Regions from separate parts of the Gossypium arboreum genome. Here region 2 is linked to region 1. The links are chromatin contacts, called in public Hi-C maps. All regions are on one chromosome and are shown on one strand. Each heading gives the region's core, a stretch centred on a gene start, on an enhancer-like site or on the middle of the called end of the contact. The rest is flanking DNA. Distances are from core to core; before and after follow the strand shown.

Region 1 (5,457 bases), core at 2,034-4,533:
ACAAAACCTTGGCTCCTCCAATATTTTATAATTTTATCTCGACTCGTCCAAAGAAAATTTTTAGCTTTACCTTTGAGCTAAATTTGAACTAAATTTAATTGAAAATATATATAAAAAAATAGAAACACTTAAAAATCCAACATAATAATTGTCATTTTTTTATTCTTTTAAAATTAACCGTCAATGTCACCAAGGAAAAAAAAAACTATAAAAAAGATCAAATTTCACATTATGTAAATATTGAGAGTTAAAATTATTACTATGGCAAATTTTAAACCTGCCAACTTACAACAGTTAAATTACTAATGTAAAGATAACTATTAGTAACCAAAAAGAAAAAAGAAAGTTAAATAGTTGAACAACCATTATATGATTTTTATAATTGAGTAATAAAAAATTATTTATAGTTGAGTGATTATCTGTAGTCTATTTTTTAATAAATAAAATATTGCTAAGTTTAGTACAAGTTAATTTAGTATTTCAGTTAGTTTTAGATTTGGATCATCATTTAACCATTTTTATAAGAAGAATAGGAAAAAAATCATTTAACGATTGAATTCAAGATTCGAGATTAGTACTAATTATTTAATAAAATCTTTTAGGGTGTAGAAATTCTTAAAATGAGAATCATGATAATCAAATTGTTTTTAATTTTTAGATCAAATTGAATAAATTTAAGCCTTAGATTTAAGATTTAATCTACCTAACTACAATAAAGAGCACAATACCTACTTTTTTTTTCTCCATGTAATACAAGTTTTAAGAACAAAAAGATCTCGATAATCTCTTACTTTCACATGTAAATTTTTTTGAGAAGAAAAATTGAAAGCAAATTTACAAAGAAAGGGAAGTAAGAGATTAGGGTTACCAATATTAAACAATTTGGGTGTTTGGTATTTGTTTTTCTTTCCTGAAAAAAATTGTAGAGAATTTCACTTTAAAATTTTAGGTATTTAGTATTCATCTGTATTTCATGAAATTTTTTAAGTTCTTTTCATCAACCAAGAAAAAATCTCAAATACTGAAAAAAAATAAATATTGAGTACCTAAATTACTTAATCTTAATAACACTAGTTTCTTACTTTCAATCCCATTGTAAACTTACTTCTAATTTTTGCTTAGAAAAGAAGTAAGTCTAAAACTAAGAGATTATTGAATTTTTTCCAGTCTAAAATTTATATTACGCTGTTAAAAGAAAAAAAAGGAAAAGGTTGGTTGTTGTGATATTTATTAATGTAGATTAAATATTGAATTTAAGGCTTAGATTAATTTATTTTAATCTAAGGGTTAAAAACAATTTGATTTTCATCATTCTCATTTTAAAAGTTATTCTCATTTTAAAAGTTCTTATTATAGTTATCACCATCTTTTAAATGATTTAAAAAAGATAATTTAATCTTTTGTTTTATAAAGATAGATATAGTTTTAATTAGAATATATATATATATATATATATATATATATATATATATATAGTAGTTTTACACACTTCTTTAATTATTTAAATAATTAATATTTTAATGATTCAATTGTCTTGTCATGCATGTAAATTTTTAGACCGATTAGATATTTCTGTTATACCAATTTAAAATACTCTCTCTCTATATTTATCCAACGGTTAATTTTTTTACATAAAAATAATTAAAATTTTAAATTTACATCAAACTTGACATACATAATCTACATAAATAGTCCATAAATATAACAGTTGGATGATTGAAATATTAATAATCTAAATTATTATGAAAAAATGTAAAATTAAATTATTTTTGACACTGCTTAAGTGTAGCATGTTGTTAAATGGAGATAAAATTCATCCGACAAGATAGGGTTGATTGGGGAAACTCATTAGTCATGTTGTTTCACACTCACCAGATCAAATCAAATAGAATGTCCGAATCAAAGCAAACAGACACGTGTTATATCTTTGGTGCAAGATTTTGTCCACAAAACCCGCCCAATTAAGTACAGATTAAATTCACTAAAAGTTATTTATATTTCAAATCTTTAATTAAATTTAGGTTCCATCATTTGATAATCCTCAGAAGCAGAGATTAAATTGAAGAAGATGTTATCCTGCAAAAATGCTTATATTCTTTGGACCAATGATGATTCCTTTGTGAGAAGGTGAAACACAAATGGGTGGGGTTACAGAGAGAGAGCATCTTGTAAATGTAAATGTACCCCTATTTTGCTGACTAAAAATCTGCACCTTCTGAATACTGTTGAAGCCTGAAATTTTTGACAAATCTTTTGTTGCTGTCTATCTTCTAATAAAGTAGTAGCCATAAAGTGTAATTAATTTCTTTATTTAAATGGTGGGTGGTGGGACCTAAATGACAACAGAAGAACATAAGCCTCTGGGGTGGCCCCTTGCTTCAGCCTTTTCAGCAATGGACCCACGGCCCCATACGGTTGCACCTCTCCTTACCAGCAACGCGTGCTTCCCCATTCTCACCCTTTTTCTTCCTATAAATAAACACAATTTTCTTCTAATGCATACTTCATTACTTATCCTAATCATGCTAATACGTTTATAATTAATTATTATAAAAGTTTCACCAATTATGATTCCTTTTCAAGATAAGAATGGGATTTTACTTTTGTTAAATTCTGACAAATTTCAAATTTAGTTTACTGTTAAAATTATCTATATTAAACCGATGTTGATTATAATGTTATTTTTATGAATATTAATAATTAAATTTGAATTTTTAAATTTATAAATAATATAACCTACATTAACATAAGATTTCAATTTTATTAGATTAATAAAATATATATAATTCAAGTGTTGTGATAAATATTCCTGAAAACAAAATCCATTTAATCTTTTCATTTATATGGTCCCCTCAAGGATCATCTTCCAGTCTGTACCATGTACAGCTATAGCACAACAGTGACAAATAATCAAATACATAAATTATTTATTAAGCAATTTCCCAATATAAAAGAATGATGAGAGAGAGAGATCTATAAAATAATTCTATATATCCAGAAACCTGCTGCATATGCAATAATAATAATAATAAAAGGTTATATATATATATATATATATAAGTACATTTAATGTGTACCATATTTCATCCAGTTATGTGGACCGTCGGATATGTTTGATTGATTTTGGCAACAACCTGCCTCACATGGCTAATTAACGGCTATAATCATTGTTTGAATGTGGGGTTGAAAATCGAATCCAACAACTTAGATCCAAATGATCCATCATCATCTGGGTTGCACGTTATTTTTGTTAATTGTGATATCTGTATCTGAAACTATATAAACAAGATCTTTTTGATCCTGTGGATATGGGTGTGATGAATAATTTATGATGGTTTTGTTAAGGGTAACCACCCTTATCGTACGGCAGGGATGTAATTGTTGGAGGGACCATGAACACCTCCCTCATCATATCAGTTTCCACTAACCCTCTTTTTTTTTTTTTTTTTGTTCTTAAAAAATTATAAAATGGAGGAGACAACTGTTAGAAGGGATATAGAATTCTTGGGTGCATGTGAATCACACACCATAGCAAACGCAGCTCAACTATTTTATGATGATTGTCCCCAAAAACCCTAATATAGAAATATAGATAATAGATATGTGCAAATCCTGTTACATGTTAATAAAAATAATTTATAAATGAAGTGCATTGCTCGACCTGTCTTAGGCATCTTCCACAAAACTTGAATTGCATTGGCTATTTACACTCTCATTTGTTTGGCATGCCTGAAACCCAAGAATGCACCCCAGATTCTTAAGTTCTTCTCTCTCTCTCTCTCTCTTTATATCAAAATATTATAGTTTATTTGGACCTTGTTTTCAGTATATACTGATGGGGAATATTGTGAGAGAGCAAGCTCATCCTCTTTCTCTCTCAAAACCTAGATTTGGCTCAACTTAAGGTTTTTCTCTTTCTCCTTGCAAAACTCAATTTCTCTCTACTTCATCTTCTTCAACTTCAACTGGTTTAGCTGCTGTGATTCTTCATAATTTGGTAGCCTCTTCAAGAATTTGTATCAGGTCAGAATATGCACTTCAATTCTCTACTACCCTCCCTTTTTTCTTTTCTTTTCTGATGCATGATTTCATTGCAACAAGAAGAGGATAAAAGAGATAAGAATCATAAAATATTAGGTTGAGTTTGACTTTCGGAAGCAAGGAATTTGGATGTTCAATTGTGTGTTTGATATATATGCATTTGGTTTTTATTATTTTCATTTTAGAGTTACCCTTTAACATGGTGATTATGATGATCCTACTGTTAAACTTTGTTATCACCGGCTTTCATATTTTTCCTTCTTAAACAATCACTTTAAGAAGATCCATGAAAGTAATGATTTTTTTCCTCTTAATTAAACAAAATTCATATATCCACACATACAAAATGTATGTAATTTCATTTAAACACCAACTCTTTCATGGATGCTGGTGTAGTTTAATACATCTAAATCTATGAAATGAATATTTTAAAACATACATACATACATACTCATCTAACTGTGTTGCACTCCTATTAATTTAGTATACTCATAGTAATTAGGTACCGAATATCCATTTAGATGGAGTGGTTTATAGTGGATTATTATTATTTTGTAAATGTGGTTATATAAAGGTTAATATATGTGTGAAAGAAAAAGTAATAGACATAAGAAGAAACCAAGAAGGGCATTGAAACCACATGTGATATATAATGTACCTATAGACAAGGCTGCATAATGGAAGATATTTTGTATGGAAGATTTATCAATGGTGGCCCAAAGAACATGTGAAGAAGAAGACAAATCACACTGGAACTAAAAGTGGTTGATGTTTATCATACTTTCATTTTTAGTGCTGGAAAAACATTAATTCATGCCATTCATCCCCCTTCTCTCCTCTCAATAATAAACAATCCATTACCAATCAACAACCTTATTCTCAGCTTTTTTTTTTTTTTTGGGGGGGGGGGGGCTCACTTTAACAGGTGGGAATAGTAAAAAGGTGATTTGATTATCAGAGTTGTTATGTGATCTACTTTCTTATCAAATTTCTTGGGAAAGAAGGGATCATTTTATTCATTTCCCAAATCCAAATCCAAATCTATTCATCCTACATATTCGGTGTATTCTTCAAGCAACATTAAACTCCAATGGGGAATCTTCTTAGGCCGTACGATAAGGAGTATATGAGGATGGCTATCTTAAAACATGAAGAAACTTTCAAAGAACAGGTATATATATATATATACACACATATATATTTTGTTTTTTAAAAAAAAACTGTATTTGTTGTTCTAAGCCTTAAGCAATGTTCTGTTTTTCAGGTGTACGAACTGCATCGTCTATATCGAATCCAGAAGACGTTGATGAAAAGCATGGAAAGCAGCCGGCCTAAAGGAAACTTTAGCTTGAAGAATAATTATCACCATGGAAATATAAATATGCATCACAATACAAGAACCAGACTTGACTTGGA
Region 2 (5,220 bases), core at 366-2,865, 610 kb before region 1:
CCGAATGTGCTAATAATCTGAGCTGCAAGGTGAACCCGATAGTTTTTATCTACTGAGCTGTTATCTATCTACATATGAGTAGCCAAGCTATTATTGGACACTCAAACTTAACACACATGGGCAAGAATTTCTTGAATATGCTCACAAATTGCTCAATTTGAATTAATGTTCGATTGAAGACAATAGTGAGTTTGCAGTCACCAACTTGTTCCGTCAAAAAATTTTGTGAAACTCAACAATGATGTAAAAAAAGTTTTGGTTGTGTGAAAAAATCAATGAAGGGAAAGGCTATTTATAGGCATGGTAAAAAAATTATATAGAACTCGACATCTATGTGTTTCGATGTCCATTGAATGAATTTACTAAGATTAGGTTAACCCCAAATGATGAAATTTAAAATATAGAAGAACTCAACACCCATTATGTTCTTGTGAATACATTTATTAGAGTTATGTTTTCCAAACTGATAAAATTTTAATTAAAGTAGACTTGAACACTACTTTTTAGGGTTAAAATCCTTAAAAGTCAAAAATTAAATGCAAATAAATTATATATAACTCGACATTCATGAGTGTTAAGGTCTTCTTTTATTAAATACAATTAAAAAGCTAATAGTCATCACTAAATGAAAATACCCTGGTCTTTATTTTGCAATCAACTCGACACTTGTGGGTGTCAAGATCTTTGAATATACACTAGATGCACTTTTTGTACTTTCCGAGAATCTTGGGCTTGGAAATAAAATCAACTGCTTTACTCTTAAAGAAACCTGACGCTCGTGAATATTAAACTACTATTCTAAAAAACAACCTTAAAAATATCTATTTTAGTAACTAATTTTTTTCACTGTATTCAAATAAAAAACAAATTAACTTGAGGTAATGATAAATATATATATTGTAATTCATGGAGAGGGATTCACTTTAGACTTATTCATGGGTCGGGCTACCTGGCCCGGCTTGAAGGTCCACTCGAAATGTGGGAGGGTGGGAAAAAATTAGGTTCGAAAAATAGGCTTGGATAAAAAAATAAAGTCCGTTTAAAAAACTTTAATTTGTTCAATAAATATTAATATATACACTTTTTTAGATCGATATGATAAACATATCGATCGATTTGAAAATGTATATGCATGAAAAGTATTATTATATCAAAAATTCAGAAGTTAAATAATTAAATCATTAATTATACAAAATATATAGAAGAGTACAAAATCATTTTTAACTTTAAAGTTTAAGAACCAATTTAAAATGAGAATTACAGTAAATCATTAATTATATAAAATATATAGAAGAGTACAAAACCATTTTTAACTTTAAAGTTTAAAAATCAATTTAAAATGAAAATTATAGTAATTAACTTTAAAATTTTTATAAATATTAATAATTTGGACTGAAATATAAAGTTAATAATTGTAATAAATTTGACCAGTTAATTATTTTTTAAAAATAAATATAAGAAAACTTAAAACTGGGAAGTAGGGGAATCTTATGTAAAAGGGAAAAGAAATTTTCCAACGGTGGAGCGACAAGCATTCGCGGAAACACGGGGCCGCTCATGCCCAGGACTTTGGAATCTATAACCTCTTCACTTCCCCTCATCCCAAGGCACTGTTCCCACACTAAACCCACTACTCCCCGCTAACCCAACCCCCTAACTCAACTCAACCCCTGGGTTTACTCTCCCTTCCCCCCTCCCCGCCTCTTTAAAACCCTCCTTCCTCTCTCATTTCTCACCCTTATTCTCTCTCTCTTCCATTTCTCCGTTGTTAACACCAGCCAGCAACCCTGCCTGCGCAACCAAGTTTCAGAGAGTACATTGGTTTTCATGCTAAGCCAGGAAAAGTGTAGTACTACATAGTTGTTGAGTTGAGTCTTGAATCTTGAGTCCGATCATGAGTTGCAACGGCTGCCGAGTCTTACGGAAAGGCTGCAGTGAGTCTTGTATATTACGTCCTTGTTTGCAATGGATTGAGAGCCCTGAAGCTCAAGGCCACGCCACTGTTTTCGTTGCCAAGTTTTTCGGCCGTGCTGGTCTCATGTCCTTTATTTCCGCCGTTCCTGAATCTCAACGCCCTGGTATGCCCATGCCCTCTATCTTTTCTCTCTTTTTGTTCTTCTGTTATTGTTTCTCATACCAAATTCTGACTCCAATTGCTTCTTAATCTTTGGATCAGCTTTATTCCAGTCGCTGTTGTTCGAAGCTTGTGGGAGAACAGTGAACCCTGTGAACGGAGCCGTGGGGCTTTTGTGGACCGGAAACTGGCACGTTTGCCAAGCGGCGGTGGAAACCGTCCTGCGAGGAGGATCTCTACGTTCCATGCCTGAACTCATGTCTCCGACGCCAGCATCCGACGAAACGTCCGAAGCCACGTGCACGGACATGTGGAAATTGCGAGAGACATCCACGAATCTCAACTCCAACTGTCGATTCTCAAATTCGAGATCCAGGGTTTCACCCAAGCGTAAAAGAGTCGAAGAAGAATTCAAGAAACTACAGCCCTCTGATCTAGATCTTGGCTTGACCCCGAGCTTTACAGGCAAGCGAGCTACCGATAATCGACGACCAGGGACTCCGTCTATGAACTCGGAGGAATCTGTGACGACGACGTGCTTCGAAAGTGTTTTTGCAGATCAACAAGGGCAAGGCAGCAGAGGAACTGATAAAAAATTACTCAAGTTGTTTGTTTGAAGAGGAGGGTTTTTTTTTTTTTTTGGAATGATCTAGTTTCGATGTAATATTCTTCATTTCTACCGCTACCACCACCGCAACCGGGGTTTAGATTATTTTTGGATACTTCTGGGGAGGTGTTTCCCCGGAAATGAATTTTCCGGCGAGTTTGTGTATTATCGGCACATGGGATTTCTCTCTTTTTTTACTTTTTATCGGATTATTTTTTGGTGTTAAAAGCTGTGAAATTAGAGAGAAAAATGAGAATCTGTCGGTGATCCTTTAAAATCAATTTTCTTTGGCTACTATGTAACCCTTCTCTTTTCATGATCTTTGTGTTTAAGTCATGATTGTATGCATGGCACGAATAAATCAGACTTATATTTTTCCCAGTTTATGATCTTAGATGAGAGATCAAAGCTTTAGTTGTTTTGTTTTTTAAGAATTTCTGATTGGTCAGGAAATTATCAAGTATACCCCACTATTTATTTCTAATCTAAATCATCATCCACTCTTTAATTAAAATCAAGACTTCAACATATGTTTTCACTCTTAATGGCCATATGTATGTGATTCACTAATTTTAATAATAAATTATGATGCTCATATTAAATTCGATCTCTGTAGGAAGTGTTATATATATATATATTTGGGTTGAAGGTTTGAATTTAATTTCTTGTATCATTGCATTCAAGTCCATATATTTATTAATGTTATAGGCAGCCCAGTGATGGCCGACAAATTACAAGTTGAGGGTCGAAATATATTTCATCATCAGTGAAGTCAGCACATGTAACTTCCAAGCCAATCTAGGGAGTTGGTTTCAAGCATTGACCCATCCATCCATCTCCTCTCCTCTTAAAAAGTAAGAAGATAAAATTGATCTTGTAAGGCAAAATACGTGGCAATGAGTGTATGCCTCCATTTTCATTGGAGGAAAAGATTAAAGCAGGCAAACAATGTTTCGGCATAACCAACAAAACTAGGGTCTTTGGTCTGGCTGCTGTTGTTGTGTGAATTCATCCCCCTCTCTCTCCATATAAATATATAAATCCAAAATTTTCTTCAAAGCTCACTCATTGCATTCCAAAACTGGCTGGCTCTACGGGAACTCACTATTATTATTATAAATATAAATCCATGGTGATGGTTATCCACAACAAATTCACATTTGCATAAAAGGAAAAGAAAAAAGGAGCAGAGTGTGGCGATAGGGAAATGAATGAGTTTAGGGAAGGGCAATAGAGAAAACAGATGGGATGGGGCCTTTGGGACCTTTCGGCGGCTTTTGGAGAGTGCAAAGAGACGTAGATGGTGAAACTCATACTTTGAAAGAATCAGGGAATTATGGTTTACATTTTATTTATTTATTCGAGGAGGGTGAGACAAGGGGACGGTGTAGAATGGGACCTACAAAACTTCGCAATTTCTACGTCTCATTTACCCAATCAGATGTCAATGGTACGGTTCATGTCAGCCACCCTTTTGGCCTTCGACTTGCCTTCTCTCGTATTCAATGTAAATAAATCAAAAATCATCCTTCATATCCATTATTGGTCAAGTCTTCATTTATTTAAAAAATAATATCATATCAAAAATAATACAGTAGCTTCAAATCTATGCCCACTCAATTTAATCTTCATCATTCAACTAAGGTTTTATTAACCTTAAGTTTTTTTTTCTTTCAAAATCACCAGTTTAATTTTATCTTTTAATAATTGAGGAATATAAATAAAGTTGTTTGAGATTAAAACCAAACTTTTATGTTTCATAATATAATAATCTTGTTGTTATTATGATTTTACAAATTATTCTCTCTTTCGAAAAACAAATTTGTCAAGTTCTCAATTCTTTTTGTAGTCAAAATTTTAAATTCTGACTTTTTATTCTTTAAAATTTGTCATTAATAAAAATTTAACAATATATCTTAAAAACTTTGAATAAAATATTTTAAATTTAATTAGTTAAAATATTTACAATAATTAAGGTTAAAATTTAAAACTTTAATATAAATGTCAATTGTGACATTTTAATTTAATTGAGACAAAGATAATGATATGGTTAAATGTAATTTTATTTTGAACTTTATTTTATTTTGAAATTGCACTTTGCTAGAAATTGTGTGCTTGACCTAATGTTTCTCCAATTTAATTAATTAATATTTGAGGAATATTTTAAATTAGAAAAATATTTGATTCATTGTCAGTGCATAAATTTTATATACTTTCAATTAATGATAAGATAATATATCATTATTAGTATAAAACAAGAAAAATATTGAAGGGTTTAAAACAAATAGTAATACCCTTATTTAAAAAATAAATATTAATTATAATAATTAAACATAAATAAAAACATCAAACCCGAAATTTGAAATTAGAAACCCAAAATCTCAAATTTAAACTTGAAATTTAAAATTCAAAACCTAAAAAAATCATAATTAATATTTAATTATATTTAAATAAATTTAATAGTATTTAATTTTAAAATTTTAAATTTTTTAGTTTACACTAGTATTAATATGTTATCTTATTATTAAGTGATAGAGTA

What was found. Hi-C and Micro-C count contacts between places; a contact is called where the count stands out from the background.
Region 2: a Hi-C map of leaf shows a contact between it and region 1, with 2.5 times the contacts expected there. The contact joins the promoter of LOC108467719 here to the promoter of LOC108467964 in region 1. A contact is called at or near these places in 2 of 5 Hi-C or Micro-C datasets (both in leaf).

What each region holds. Positions count from the first base shown.
Region 1 is chr11:38,901,792-38,907,248 of ASM2569848v2, reverse strand. It overlaps LOC108467964, which reads left to right and starts at 3,283. Exons shown (of 2, transcript XM_053020914.1): 1 at 3,283-5,212; 2 at 5,306-5,457. The coding sequence starts at 5,132.
Region 2 is chr11:39,511,045-39,516,264 of ASM2569848v2, reverse strand. LOC108467719 (LOB domain-containing protein 38-like) reads left to right here and starts at 1,615. Exons shown (of 2, transcript XM_017768466.2): 1 at 1,615-2,078; 2 at 2,177-3,062. The coding sequence starts at 1,895. The coding sequence ends at 2,691.